Regions from separate parts of the Mus musculus genome. Here region 2 is linked to region 1. A link is a contact called in public HiChIP or PLAC-seq data. All regions are on one chromosome and are shown on one strand. Each heading gives the region's core, a stretch centred on a gene start, on an enhancer-like site or on the middle of the called end of the contact. The rest is flanking DNA. Distances are from core to core; before and after follow the strand shown.

Evidence for each region. HiChIP or PLAC-seq counts read pairs in DNA pulled down with a chosen protein or histone mark.
Region 2: an H3K27ac HiChIP or PLAC-seq map of hepatocytes shows a contact between it and region 1, with 5 times the contacts expected there. The contact joins two enhancer-like sites. A contact is called at or near these places in 2 of 484 Hi-C or Micro-C datasets (adipose-derived mesenchymal stem cells and myocytes) and 1 of 115 datasets of contacts at active chromatin or transcription factors (hepatocytes).

What each region holds. Positions count from the first base shown.
Region 1 is chr7:39,837,894-39,844,992 of GRCm38.p6, forward strand. No RefSeq gene overlaps it. Among named protein-coding and RNA genes, the nearest start is that of Gm34052, 22 kb to the right of the region's middle. Within about 2 kb of position 4,313, at least 3 of the 459 cell types and tissues checked have an H3K27ac peak or open chromatin away from gene starts, as enhancers often do. A contact at or near this core is called in hepatocytes, where this site is marked.
Region 2 is chr7:40,054,739-40,061,837 of GRCm38.p6, forward strand. No RefSeq gene overlaps it. Among named protein-coding and RNA genes, the nearest start is that of Gm34052, 190 kb to the left of the region's middle. Within about 2 kb of position 4,268, at least 1 of the 459 cell types and tissues checked has an H3K27ac peak or open chromatin away from gene starts, as enhancers often do. A contact at or near this core is called in hepatocytes, where this site is marked.

The DNA of each region.
Region 1 (7,099 bases), core at 3,063-5,562:
CTCTAGACAGATGTCACTGTGTTGAGTCATACTTTGCTTGCTTTGGGTCATATATGTGTTTCTGGACCTTTTTTCTTGAACTATAGGAAAGAATTTCTTTGTCTTTATGAATGTGTGTGTCCGTGTCCCTGTCCATGTGTGTGTGTATGTGTGTGTGTGTTCCAGCATGTGTGTGTTCCAGTGTGTGCAGGTACATGCATACATGTATGTATACATGTTTGGAGCCCAGAGGCTGGCACTGAGTACCTTCTTTAACCCTGTCCACCTTATCTTTTGAGGCAAGGTGTCTTACTCAAGCTGGAGCTTGCAGATTTGGCTAGACTGGCTAGCCATCAAGATCCAGGGAACCTTCAGTCTCCACCAAGGACTGGCATGCACCATTGAGCCTGGTGCTTTATTTATTTATTTATTTATTTATTTATTTATTTATTTATTTATTTTTAAAGTATGTACAAAAGTGCAAATGTAGATTCTCATGCTCCCATGGCAGGCATGTTACTGACTGATCTATTTCCCTGAGGCCCTTTTGGCCATTTTTAAGGTAAACTCTCACTATACAACCCAGATGCTGTGGTCCCTGCCTCCTAAATGCTTGAATTACTGGTGTCTTCCAACACACTTAATTGCAAGAAAGGATTGTTTTAAAGCCACTATTCATGGGGCTGGAGAGATGGCTGAGTAGTTAAGAGTACAGGGTCCCCAGTGGAGGAGCTAGAGAAAGGGCTGAAGGAGCTGAGGGGGTTTACAGCCCCATTGGAGGAACCACAGTATGAACGAACCAGTACCCCCTGAGCTCCCAGGGTCTAAACCATTTACCTAGGAGTATACATGGAGGGACCCATGGCTCCAGCCATGTATGTAGCAAAGGATGGCCTTGTAGGTCATCAGTGGGAGGAAAGGCCTTTGGACCTGTGAAGGCTAGATTCCCCAGTGTAGGAGAATGCCAGGAAAGGGAAGTGAGAGTGGGTGGATTGGTGAGCAAGGGGAGAGGAGAGGAGATAGGGGGTTTTAGGAGGAGAAATCAAGAAAGGGGATAACATTTGAAATGTAAATAAAGAAAATATCTAATTAAAAAAAAAGAGCATTGGCTACACTTACTTCGGTTTACAAAACCCACAGGGCAGTGACTGAAAGTCACCTGTAACACCTATTTCAGAGGGATCTGACCCCCTTTTCTTTCTGATCTGTCCCGTCCAGCAGGATTTAGTTATTCCGTGGGTCGAGGAGGACCAGGGCCTGAAAGAAAAATGAGCGGAGAAAGGGAATCGAGACCAAGCAAAGAGTTGTCAAGGTCTGTTTGATGAAGGCTAGGAGCCTGATTATAAGCACACAGTGAATGAAAATAGGGAGGGGTCGAGGGGGCATAATAAAATACAGAGAAAGGGATGGACATCTGGGGCGAATGCTGATTACAGGCTTCTTGCAACTTATCCTGGAATATCGGCCCTAAAACTGTCCCGGGCGGCCTTCAAACATTCTGCAGTTTATCTTGGGGTGCCAGCCCTGACCTCACAGTCCCAGGAAGCCATCAAACATCTTGTAGCTATCTTGGAGTGCCATAAACAGTCCCAGGCACCAAATGGAGACATGGAGGAGGAGGTAAAGCTGCCTTAATCTAAGCAGTTCTAGGCGCCAAGTGAAGAAGGGAGTGAAGCTGGCAGTCTCAGGCGCCAGGTGGAGGCAATGAAGGAGGGGGTGACATAATTCCCTTCAAAGGGTCAGCCGGCTCTTTAGGGTGGGACCTAGTTTCCTATGGTTTGGTCTCTCACACTGATCACTATAGGAGTTAGGCACACATTCAGGTCCACATATGCAGGCAAATAAATACACATAAAATTTACTTTTTTTTTTTTTAAAGTTACTGCTCGATGTGCAGCTCTGTTTTCATGTGGGTTCCCCAACAACTGGAGTTGAGGGCTGTACCTAAGGCTGTTGCCTGTCTGTGGAATACATTCCCCTAGCTCAGTGGGAGAAGATGCACCTCACCCAGCAGGAACTTGAGGTGCCAGGGTGGGGGGAGACTCAGGGGAATCCTCTACCCTCTCAGAGGAGAAGGGAAGGAGGGGGTGGGAGTTAGGGGGATGGGGGAGGGACTGTGAGGGGGGCAGAAGGTTGAGTGATTATTTGGAAGAGTTTGGAGGGAAAAAAGGAAAAGAAGAAATGTTGTAATTATACTATAATCTCCAAAATAAAAAATAGAAAGAAAAAAAAATTACTGCTCATTCTATAGTCTGCTGTAAGTTAAACTAGAAATGATCTCAGACAGAATCCTACAGACCTAGTGACCACTGGTCCTCAGGAGGGGTTTCTTAAGCTCCTCCCCGCACACGCACTCTTTCAACTTAGGTTGGTATCCTAGCAAAATAGATTTGGGCAGGATTATCACAACAGGCCAGCAGTGAGTGATGTGCTGTGGGAGATGGGACAGGCTGGCTACCAAGGGATCTTGCCCTGGGAGGATTCTGATGTGATTCGGGATGCAGTTTATGCACAAGAAGAGTCGAGACTGTCAGAGTTACACTAATGCCGTGGAGTATACACTTTGCAAAGAGATATATAATCAGGGGAGGGATGAGATATAAAGACCCACGGGATAGGTAGAAAGGAAAGGTTAGTGGTAAGGAGCTCCAGACAGTAATTGCCTCATACTTGTGGCATATCATTTGGATTTCTAATAACACTTATTACTATTGATACTTCATAATATTTAATGTTGTATTTTGCAATTAAATGTCAAGGGAAACAAATCCTTTCATTAACACAAGACGATATTAGCCATGTATGGCAGCAGACACCTGTAAACCCAGCACTTGGAAGATGGAGGCGGTGTATCCAAAGTTCAAGGTCAGCCTAGGGTGCACAGCACGATCCTGTCTCCAAAATATTAAGAGCTAGAGTTGCAGTCCAGGGATTTAGTGCTTGCCACCAGAAAACAAAAACAAAACAAAACAAAAAACCCCTCTTCAACCCTGTTTAACACGAGTAGGTGTTCTGGGTGGATCACACAGCTGCCTTGCATTTCTGTAGTCTCTCTGCTACAGCTGTTAAGAGTAAATGCTGACTAACCTGTGGAGATCTTAAAATAAGACAAAACAAAACAATCATACCTTGGTCCCACCTTTCTAGGGCCTAGACCTGCTTATATATGGCAGGAAAACAAACAAACAAACAAACAAACAAACAAACAAACCCTCAAACCAACCAACCAACAAAAAAACCTATCACCTTGATTGTAGCCCAGCTAACCATGGAAGTGCATCTCAGCTTGAAGTAGCTTGAGTTTTAAAACTTTCTTCTTGGAAGAATAATTGTAATGAGCATAGTAAAGAAAAGAGTCTTTTAGACATGTAAAAATAGCTTAGTCAGGATCCCCACCACACCCAAGGCTGCATCTAATAACCGGACTCAGTGACATCACTCACTCAGGATAACCAGACACAGCCCTAGAACCCTATGACACTCACTGGATGGTATATTAGCAGACACCAAGAGCAATGCTCGTCTCTGCACATCTGGAGAGACGTCACCTTGATCTGCCTTGCGGTTGAAGAGTCTCCCTCAGGATCCTGACCCTTGAATCAAATACTAACACTGGACCTGACCTTTAGCTAAGTCGATCAGGTGAACAGCTTTGGGGAGATAGGATTAGGACCTTAGTTAGGAATTTAGGGTATGAACTTTGTGTAATAACCCTCAGCATAATAAAGTGTAACTGTTGCTATACTAACTATATGTATCTATCTTCTTGCCTGCAACAGTAATGTAGTATCAAAACGGTGGAGATATTTAGTATCGAATACTAAGCTTTCAAAAGAAACCTGCTATCATTGCTATGTACTTTGGTGCAAATATTGCAGTGGTAATAAACAAGTAGGTGGCATTGAAAAAAAGAGTAGATGCTGTGATTGCCATCTTACAGTTTTACATTTCTAGGTTTCTGCCATCCAGAGAGTTTCTGTAGAACCAAACCCTGGAGGCCTGAAAATCAACTCCAGCTTCACCTTTAACGTCTGTGACAATTTTGGTTTCAGTTTTCAGAACTTAACGGTTCTGAGTCTTGACTCAGGACACTTCTGGAAATCATCCTCAATTTATTGGTTTAGCCCTAGGTATAGGCTTAAATTTTCTCAACCCTAATTTTAATAATGGTTCTTACATGCTCGAACCTCCCTTCTAGCTCACTACCCACCAGAGGTAGTGGAAAAGGAAGGTTATTAAGGTACAGGGGAAATGGACCTGTTTAAAGATTGTTCTTTGGAGCAAACCCCATCTGCATTATCAGGAAATCAGTAGTTCAGTTCATAGGTCAGCAGCGGCAGCTTGATCTGCTCACAGACACTTCACAAATAGATCAGCAGTCCAGTTCAGTAGTGTCATGACCTAGCAGAAAGAGTTGGTTCTTAGCTGAATTGGATGGATTCAGCAGGAGGGATTAGGACCCGCAAGGATAACAGGGGAAATTCTTTGCTGTGCCTCTCTCAACAAATCAGAAATTAGGAAAGACACAAGATAAAGAAACAAGCAAGCCCCTTATCACTGTCCCTTAGGTCCTATTTATACTCCCTCCAAACATCACATGTTCTCCATGGGTCTTGCCTCAATACATGAGTCTGTCTTAGCCTCATCATGTGTCTTGCTCAACACATGAGTCTGTCTTAGCAAAATTCCAAGAGAGTCTATATCAGCTGACATCACTCTGCTAACTGATCTAAGTCTGCAGAAGTGGCAAGAAGCCACAGGAACCTTATGAAAAGTTTTTGGGGTGCATTTCTTTCTATGGAGTCACAACAAATGGAGCTCAAAAAATGTGCATGTAAGGAGAACCAATACGGTGCATGTCATTAGCGAAGAGTCCTTCATCATTCGACCTTTCACATGCTTGCCTTAGCGAAACATCCTTTCATCTGTGTCTACTTCAGCTAAATGTTCCTTCACCTGTCTGCTTTGGCAAAACACCAAGTAACACAATCGACTTTCCAAAGAATCTAGATGTTTCCACTTCACCCAGGCTTGACAGTTGTTTTAAGAGTAATACTTTTGGTGATTAAGTATTCTTTCTATTAAAGAATTGTACATTAACAAGAAATTAAATTCTGAAGGTTTAAATTTTAGAATGTAAATTATAATTAATAATCTTGAAGGATTTTTAATGAAAATTGAGATTACTATTTCAGTTATTCATATATTTATATATTTGTAACTACCTATAATAAATGTATATATAATTGTAACTGAAATTGTGTATTTGAGGCAATGAGTACTGTGAAATCCAGTGATCTAGCACCATCTTAGGACAGAACTTCTAGAATAGTGAATTTAAACTTTTAAAATTATGTATTTGGGCCTAGGGAATCAGTTTACTCCCTCCTGTTAGCAATCACCGACTGATGCCTAGCACAAAAGAGGTTTAGGGTTCTGTTTGAAATGGTTTGCTGAGAGGCAAGGCTCAGTATTAGGCACAACTTGTCTATGTTTCAGGATTAAGAATAAATACAGCAAAAGTCAGGAAACACAGATGTTTTCCCCATTCCTAATATTTTGGAGCATGTTGAACTGATTGTCTAGCAAAAGAGCAAGAAGTATAGTTGAGAATGTCAGGGAATGTAAATTAATTTGATCACTACGGAAATACATATGGTGGTTCCTAAAAATGAATCTGAAATTGGACATAGTGTTCCATGCCTAGAGTCTCAGCACTTGGAAGATCAAAGCAAGGAGATCGCTGATAGTTCAAGGCCAGCCTTGGTGGTAACGTAGTTAATTTTGAACCAGGCTGGGCCACATAAGACTATTCAGGAGAGAAATCACACAAAGGGCCAGAGAGATGAGCCAGTGGGTAAAGGCACAAGCCATCATGGCTGATGCTTATTTCCAAGAATTCACAGGGTAGAGGGAGAGAACAAATGCCAACAAAATGTCCTCTGACCTCCTCATAGCCACATGGCACACATCCAGATGGCGTACATGCGTGTGGTATATAGCCAAAAGATCCAGCTCAGCATCAGTAGAGATGTGTACATGGCCCACACTTAGCACAGTGCTATTCCCAATAGAGATGTGTACATGGCCCACACTTAGCACAGTGCTATTCCCAACAGCAAAGTTAGGCAGTCAACTTAGCTGCCCATCACAGAGGAAGGAATAACTAAAGTGTACTGGATATGCACCATGATGCATTGCATAGCTATAAATAGGAATGAAGTCAGGACATCTGCAGGGAAATGAGTTGATCATCATGTGTCTTAGCTACTTTTCTATTTCTGTGACAAAACACCATGGCCAAGGCATCTTATAAAAGAAAACATTTAATTTGGGGCTCATTTGGCTGTGATGGCAGGGAGCGTGGTAGAAGGTAGGTAGACATGGTATTGGAACAGTAGCTGAGAGCTCACATCCATCAGCAAGAGACACAGAGAGAGGGTGGTGGAGTGAGGGGAGAGAGAGAGAGAGAGAGAGAGAGAGAGAGAGAGAGAGAGAGAGAGAGAGAGAGAGAGAGATCTAACTGGGAATGATGTGAGCTCTTGAAATATCAGATCCATCTGCCCCCAGGGACACACCTTGCTAACAAGGTCACACCTCCTAATCCTTCCCAAACAGTTATGCTAACTGGGGATCAATCATTTAAACACAGGAGCCTACAAGGGCCATTCTCATTCAAACCACTGCATCCTGTGAAGCAGTAAGACAGGTTCCCAAAGACAGCCATGTTTGATTTTCTTGTATAAGTAGAACCTAGGATGGGAAGAAAAAGGACCCCAAGGTGGAAAGAGAAATAGTGAGCATGTAAAAAGGGAGAGGGAAGGAGAGGAATGGGATAAGAAAGATTAATAAAGGAAGTAAATATGGTTAAAGATTCATTTATATGCAGAGATAGAAACCTCGTTGTAGAGTTGACAGATGCTAATGGATAAATTGTCTAGAGATTTCGCAGTGAACATGGGCACTCTGGGACCTAGCGCTGGATCGATTCTGAGTTATCCAGGAAGAGTGAGGTCATTGAGGTACTTCCTCACCAGCTCTCTGTAGTTATCAGGTAATAGCTGCTTCTAGAAGTTATTGCCCTGGCACCTTCAGCCTTCCTCAGGTTTGATAAGAGAGA
Region 2 (7,099 bases), core at 3,018-5,517, 220 kb after region 1:
AAAGCACTGAATGGCTAAGGTACTGAATATCCATTGTGGATACTTTCTGCTTTTTTCTGGATTCGTGCCTTTTACTGTTTGAATATTTTAACTTAAAAGATGATTGTCCATTTCTTATTTGTTTTTTATCTTTCCTTTCTTTTCTTATCTTATTTAATTGTTTAAAGTTTTGTACCCATGGAAGGAGTTACAGCAGAGACTGAAGGAATGACCATCCAGAGACTGCCCCACCTGGGGATCCATCCCACAAACAACCACCAAACCCAGACACTATTGTGGATGCCAACAAGAGATTGCTGACAGGATCCTGGTATAGCTGTCTCCTGAGAGGCTCTGCCAGTGCCTGATGAACACAGAAGTGGATGCTCACAACCATCCATCGGACAGAGCACAGGGTTCCCAATGAAGGAGCTAGAGGAAGAACCAGGAGCTGAAAGGGTTTTCAGCAGATTGAGGGAGGCTGACTGGTGCCGGTCCGCGGCACTTCCCAAACCATTCTACCAACTGAGGACTAAGCATCCAAACATATGAGCCTATGGGAGCCATTCTCTCTCAAACCATAGCACATCCCCATCACCCAGCCTTAAAGCCCTCCTTTCTTTCTTCTGATACTCTTTCTCTTGCTAATATTCCCCCTTCTAAAATATCTCCTTCTCATTGCACCCCATCCCCATTCCAGATTTCATACATGACAGAAAATAGGTGGTAACTGTCCTTCTGAGTCTGGCTTATTTTGCTTAACATGATCTCTGGTCCCATCCATTTTTCTACCAATGACACAATTCAGCACTTCTTAATGGCTGAATAATATGTTCTGTATTCATGATGTGTGCCCCATTCTTCCCTCCACCAGTGGGTGCTTAGCATGGTTCCATACTGTAGCTCTTGTGAATAGTTTCATAAGGAATTTGCAAATACTGGTGTTTTACAACGTGATTGATTTTTCAAGGGCCTGCCTAGAAATGCTGTGGCTAAGTTCCCTTTATTTTTGCTTTGCTAAGGAACCTCCAGATTGATTTCCAGAGTGGGCAGACCAATATCCACTCCCCAAACAGTGCACAAAGATTTCTGTTTCCATATCCTCTTCAGAATCTTTTTTTTTTGTAACACTTGAACTATACAAATAATGGATTTTTTTTGGTAATGTTTGGATAAACCGAACTTTAATGATATAATGATATTCACCCACTTAGTCGGACTTGCCTTCTAGTCCATCTTTCCCTTTCTCATCTCTGGTAGATCTCTCTCAGTATCTCTTTTTCCTTTGTGCCCCTTTCCCACTAAATTCCACATGAGAGAATAAAACCTACTTGTCTTTGTGGAACTGCTTTAGTTTGCTTACAATAACCAGCTGATATTACAACCATCCGTGAAACTCACCTGTCATGTGAGTCACTACTGGAGTGGATGTAGCAGGGAAGGATTAGAAAGTGTACCTTGTTGGAGTGTCACTGGGAATGGACTTTGAGGTTTCAAAAGCCCATGTCATTCCCAGTTAGCTCTCTCTGTTTTGTGTTTATGTTTATGGATCAGATGTGAGCTCTAAGCTCCTTCTCCAGAGCCAAGTTTGTTTGCCAGCTGCTGCGCTCCCTGACTTGATGTCTATGGACTCAACCCTCTGGAACTGTAATCTCCAATAAACTCCTTCTTCTACAAGTCGCCTTGGTCCTGGTTCCTTTTCACAGAAATAAGAAAGTAACTAAGACATAATGAATGTGATCAATCTATGTTGCATGCTTTATATGAAGTTCTTATAATGAGACTCACCCGCCTATACTCATACTATAAAAATAGCTAGCATTTCAATTGTAGACAATAATGGGGCTTAGATATACATTACTACCATACACAGCATTCATTGGTCAAACTCAGGGTCCTCACTTCCTTTGTCCAGTACTGATGTTCTATATTCAGGTTGACTTTTAAATTTCCCACCTATGAACATGAATACAATGCATAGTATTTGTGTTTCTGTTTCTGGATTATTTCACTTAACCTAGTGCCCCTCAGTTCCATCAAATGATAGGAATTTGTTCTTTTTTTCCTAACTGAATAGTACCTCATTGTGTACATATGCCACACTCTTGTCCACTGATGGGTAACTAAGCTGACTGTACTGTTCATAGAGCTGCACTAAGCATGACTGTGCAGGTGTCTGGTTTGTTGATTTGAGTTCCTTTCAGTATGTGACCAACAGGGGAAGACCTACCCCATATGTTAGATTCACCTCTAGACCTTTAATTCTTTAGGGTTTTTTATTAGACTAATTTTATATCACAAGGATCCCCAGGTGGGGCAGTCTCTGAATGGTCATTCCTTCAGTCTCTGCTGTAACTCCTTCCATGGGTACAAAACTTTAAACAATTAAATATGATAAGAAAAGAAGGGAAAGATAAATAACAAATAAGAAATGGACAACCATCTTTTAAGTTAAAATATTCAAACAGTAAAAGGCACGAATCCAGAAAAAAGTAGAAAGTATCCACAGTGGATATTCAGTACCTTCGCCTGATTTTTCATGAATTTAGGGATACTTACTATCATATTTAAACAAATGGAAATGTTAATTTTCTGCAAAAGGCCTTTAAAAAGTTAAAAATGTTTTTGTGATATTTTGAGATTGTCATTAACGAGTACTGAAGTTATATTGTTTACACCCCATTTCTCCCTTCTTAAACTCCCCTACGCCTCCACTCCCTCTCACCTTTCTGACTTCTTCTTTAATGATTATTGTAAATATGTAAATAACATAAACATATAAATATAAACATATAACCCACTGTGGTGTTGCTCACATGTGTGCATGTTCAGGGCTAACTACCAGGGATTGGATAGCTTACCTGGCAGCTCTTCCTTGGAGAAGATGCATCTCCCCTCTCTCCGCAGCAGGTAACTCTTCATTTGGGGATGTGGTCTTGTGACATTTCTCTATGCTAGAATGTCTACCAGTGCTTGCATTGTACAGGTCTTGCTTAGGCTAGCATAGTTTGGATATTTTATGGCGTAGCTTTGCTGTAGTACACTAGAAGACACTTTCTCACCTCATACTCTCTGGTCCTGTCTCTTAGAACGTTTCTTTCCTGCTTTCTGTGATTTTCCCTGGGCTTTTGGTATAGGGCTTGTGTTATAGACACCTTTTAAAAAAGCTCCCAATTTTCTTTCTCTTGAGTTTGGGATATCAATGTCCTTCAGGTTTGCCTTCTCTCTCTGCATCATCCTCTATGGTGGCTGCATTGATTTACATTTCCTCCCAGACTGGATAAGAAGTCCTTCTTCAGGTTTCATGGACATTTATGCACTCCCTTTTGACAGCCATTTCATTGGTGGCCGACAATACAGAATATTTATGGACCATTATTAACAATCTGTATTTCTTCTTTTGAAAGCCATCCATAGGGTCAGTTGCCCATTTATAAACTGTATTACTTGTATGTGTGTTTTCCTTATATATTTTGGGCATTGCCCTGGCAGGTGAACAGTTGACCACTTTTTCTGCTCTTATGTGGCATCTCTTCACTTTGGAAATTGCTTCTTTTGTTGTTTTGAAATTTTTAGTTTGGTATAATATTATTTATAAACTTTTGGTTTTGTTTGTTGTGATTTTTTTTTTGGTTCTGTATAATCCAACTAGATTTTAACTTCTGTTAGTTTTTTCCTGATCAATAAAGCTCCATGGTTCAGACATGTCATAGCTCTGAGACTTTGTCACCATGCATATGGCTATGTATGCTTGTGCCTTGATGTGTGTGTGTGTGTGTGTGTGTGTGTGTGTGTGTGAGAGAGAGAGAGAGAGAGAGAGAGAGAGAGAGAGAGAGAGAGAGAGAGAGAGATCTTTGAATGAAAAGCACTATTTCCAGTGGTAATCATAGTAGTCATAGTCTAATGGTCGTTATAGTAGTAGTAAAATTGTGATGTTACAATGCACTGTTATAATAGCTGTACTTACTGAGTATTCATTGAGTACTGATGCATGATAGATACTGACTAAATAACTGATGCTTATTATTTAGGCCTCAAAATTCCAAAAGATCGGTATTATTCGAACAGGACAGGTCACACTGCAAAAATGAAACAAATGAGAAATCTCTGCTGGGATATAAGGTCAGGACTCACCCTGGTCTTTGCTCATAGCTCACAGACTCTATGATTATCCTGCATTCACTGAGTCACTGCTTAGCCCCTTGCCTCTGTCTCTCTGGAGCTCTGTGCTCTTAATATTTTTTTTTAACTCCACAGCTGGAAGCAAAGCATGACAAACAAACATGTTCCAATAACTAAACCAGGCCAGACCCGGCATGCTTTGATCTCATAAATTATTAGCCAAATACAGTCAGAGGTCTGGGTGAGCTTCGAGGTGGGTTTTGAAATGAAGGGAAGCCTGATTGTTTAAGGATCAGCGCCTTCTCAGGCAGGAGAATTTTACTAGTGTTGCATTTCACAGACAAAGCACGAGAGGCTTTGTAGAGATAGGGCTGGAGATAATCATGTTAAGTGAGATGAGCCAGACTCAGGCAAATATCAGCTTGTTTCTCACAGGCAGAATCTAGATTTTCTTAAAATGCATACACGTGACATGAAAGTAGAAGGGGACCTGTGGGTGACAGGAAAAGGAAAGACAAGATAGACTGGTAGATAAATCCGAGCATACATGTAATACATTGATAAAAATCTTTTAAAGGGTTGAAGTTAATCTTTCCAAAATCATAATTGCTTAAGAAATCAATGTGCTTAAGGGAAGCACCTGCGTTGCCTCCTGAGGACAGGGGAGAGAGAATATAGCACGGAGAAATGTTCAGATCAGAGTTGATCTCATGAGTTTAGTTTCTTTCTGGGAAAGTGACCAAGATAGTGTAATGCGAGGCATACATGCTCTCTCTATGGAGACGTTATAGAAAGTAGTATGGGGGAAAAGTTAAAAAGCAATACGAGGAAGGTTGTGAGATATAAGCCTCATAGTAAGATGATATGGGGACTAGACGGACTCAGGCTAGTTCCATATTCTTATCCACCATATATATTCCATATAGTGCTGAGGTGGCTTGCTTGTATCATTTTGAAATAATTGGATTTCACATTTCACTGTATCACTCCTTCACTCAGCTGAGGTTAAAGTTGAATTTTCCTTTTAAGAACTGAGTTATGCATACAGAACCCTTCAACCCTTCTCTGTTTCTCCAACCTGTCTCCCCCAGCTTCCTCTGTTTCACACTGCTTTCCTCTTAATTAGCTATAAAGAGCTGCCCCCTCATGCTGCTCAGGTGACAATTGCAGGGACGCTGCATGACCTGCAGGGGTTATTAACTGTGTCTGTGGTCAAGAGGCAGGAGGCTTGGTAAGGATCCAGGAACCTGCATGAAGCACAATCAATTAAAAAAAAAAAAACCACCTCACCTTTCGGGATTTAACACAATAGACAGACATGTCTACTTGGCTGTGAAGGGAAGCTGTTCATAGTGGTCCTTTATTGTGCTTTGATGGATTCAGCCAAAGAATATATTCCTTGGGGACAGTGAAGTCAGGCGAAATGGGCTCAGCTAACATTAGTCTGAGGCAATATATGGTGGCACTGCCCATAACCCTGGCACTTTGCAAAGGGACTGAGATCTGAAGTCCTCAGACTTGAGGCTATCCTGGGTTAGGTACTATATTGCAGGCAGCCTTATATATCTAAAAAACAAAATAAAAAAAAAAAAAACTACCCAAAGAAGAAAGAAGGACCATAATCAGCATCCAAACGCTGACACCATTGCATACACTAGCAAGATTTTATTGAAAGGACCCAGATATAGCTGTCTCTTGTGAGACTATGCCGGGGCCTAGCAAACACAGAAGTGGATGCTCACAGTCAGCTAATGGATGGATCACAGGGCTCCCAATGGAGGAGCTAGAGAAAGTAGCCAAGGAGCTAAAGGGATCTGCAACCCTATAGGTGGAACAACATTATGAACTAACCAGTACCCCGGAGCTCTTGACTCTAGCTGCATATGTATCAAAAGATGGCCTAGTCGGCCATCACTGGAAAGAGAGGCCCATTGGACTTGCAAACTTTATATGCCCCAGTACAGGGGAACACCAGGGCCAAAAAGGGGGAGTGGGTGGGCAGGGGAGTGGGGGTGGGTGGATATGGGGGACTTTTGGTATAGCATTGGAAATGTAAATGAGTTAAATACCTAATAAAAAATGGAAAAAAAAAAGAAGAAGAAAGAAGGAAAACTATGCACCTCCACGAAAACCCTCGTGTCACTGGGATTCCCACTTTTGTGAATGTTGCTCGTTTTATCTAATGGTTTCTGTGAGGTTTAGCCTCGGGCTCTCACTTCCATGCACACATGTGAACTGGAGAAACCTTTACTGTGGTCAACAGCTCAGAATTACTGTTCTGTAATCCAGAGTTTTCAATTGTGAGGTGCTGGGTTCAGTAAGAAGTGACAGACAGTGCCTTGCTTTGAAGAGTGAGGATTTGGTGGAACGTATGAGAAAGGTTTTGTTTGTTTGTTTGTGTTTGTGTTTGTGTTTGCGTTTGCTTCTGCGTCTGCGTCTGCGTCTGCTTCTGCTTCTGCTTCTGCTTCTGCTTCTGCTTCTGCTTCTGCTTCTGTTTCTGTTTCTGTTTCTGTTTCTGTTTCTGTTTCTGTTTCTGTTTCTGTTTCTGTTTCTGTTTCTGTTTCTGTTTCTGTTTCTGTTTCTGTTTCTGTTTTTGTTTTTGTTTTTGACAGGGTTTCTCTGTTTAGCCCTGGCTGTCCTGGAACTCACTCTGTAGACCAGGCTGGCCTCGAACTCAGAAATTTGCCTGCCTCTGCCTCCCCGATGGGCACATGTAATTGAACTTAGTCACCAGTTGGTGGTGCTACGTAGGGAGCTTATGGAACCTTTAGGAGGTGAAATCTTGCTGAAGGAATTACATCACCAAGGGCAGCTTTGTTGGTTTCTAAGTTTGGCTCAATTTTGTTCTCTATCACTTTCTGCTTCCTGTGTGGTGATAAAAAAAATGTGAACAGACAGCTTCCTGTCCTGTCGCCACGTTTTCCCTGCCTATTGTTTTGTCTCCTCTGTCAAGATGAACTATACACCTCTGGAACTTCAAGGAAAATGTACCTTTTCC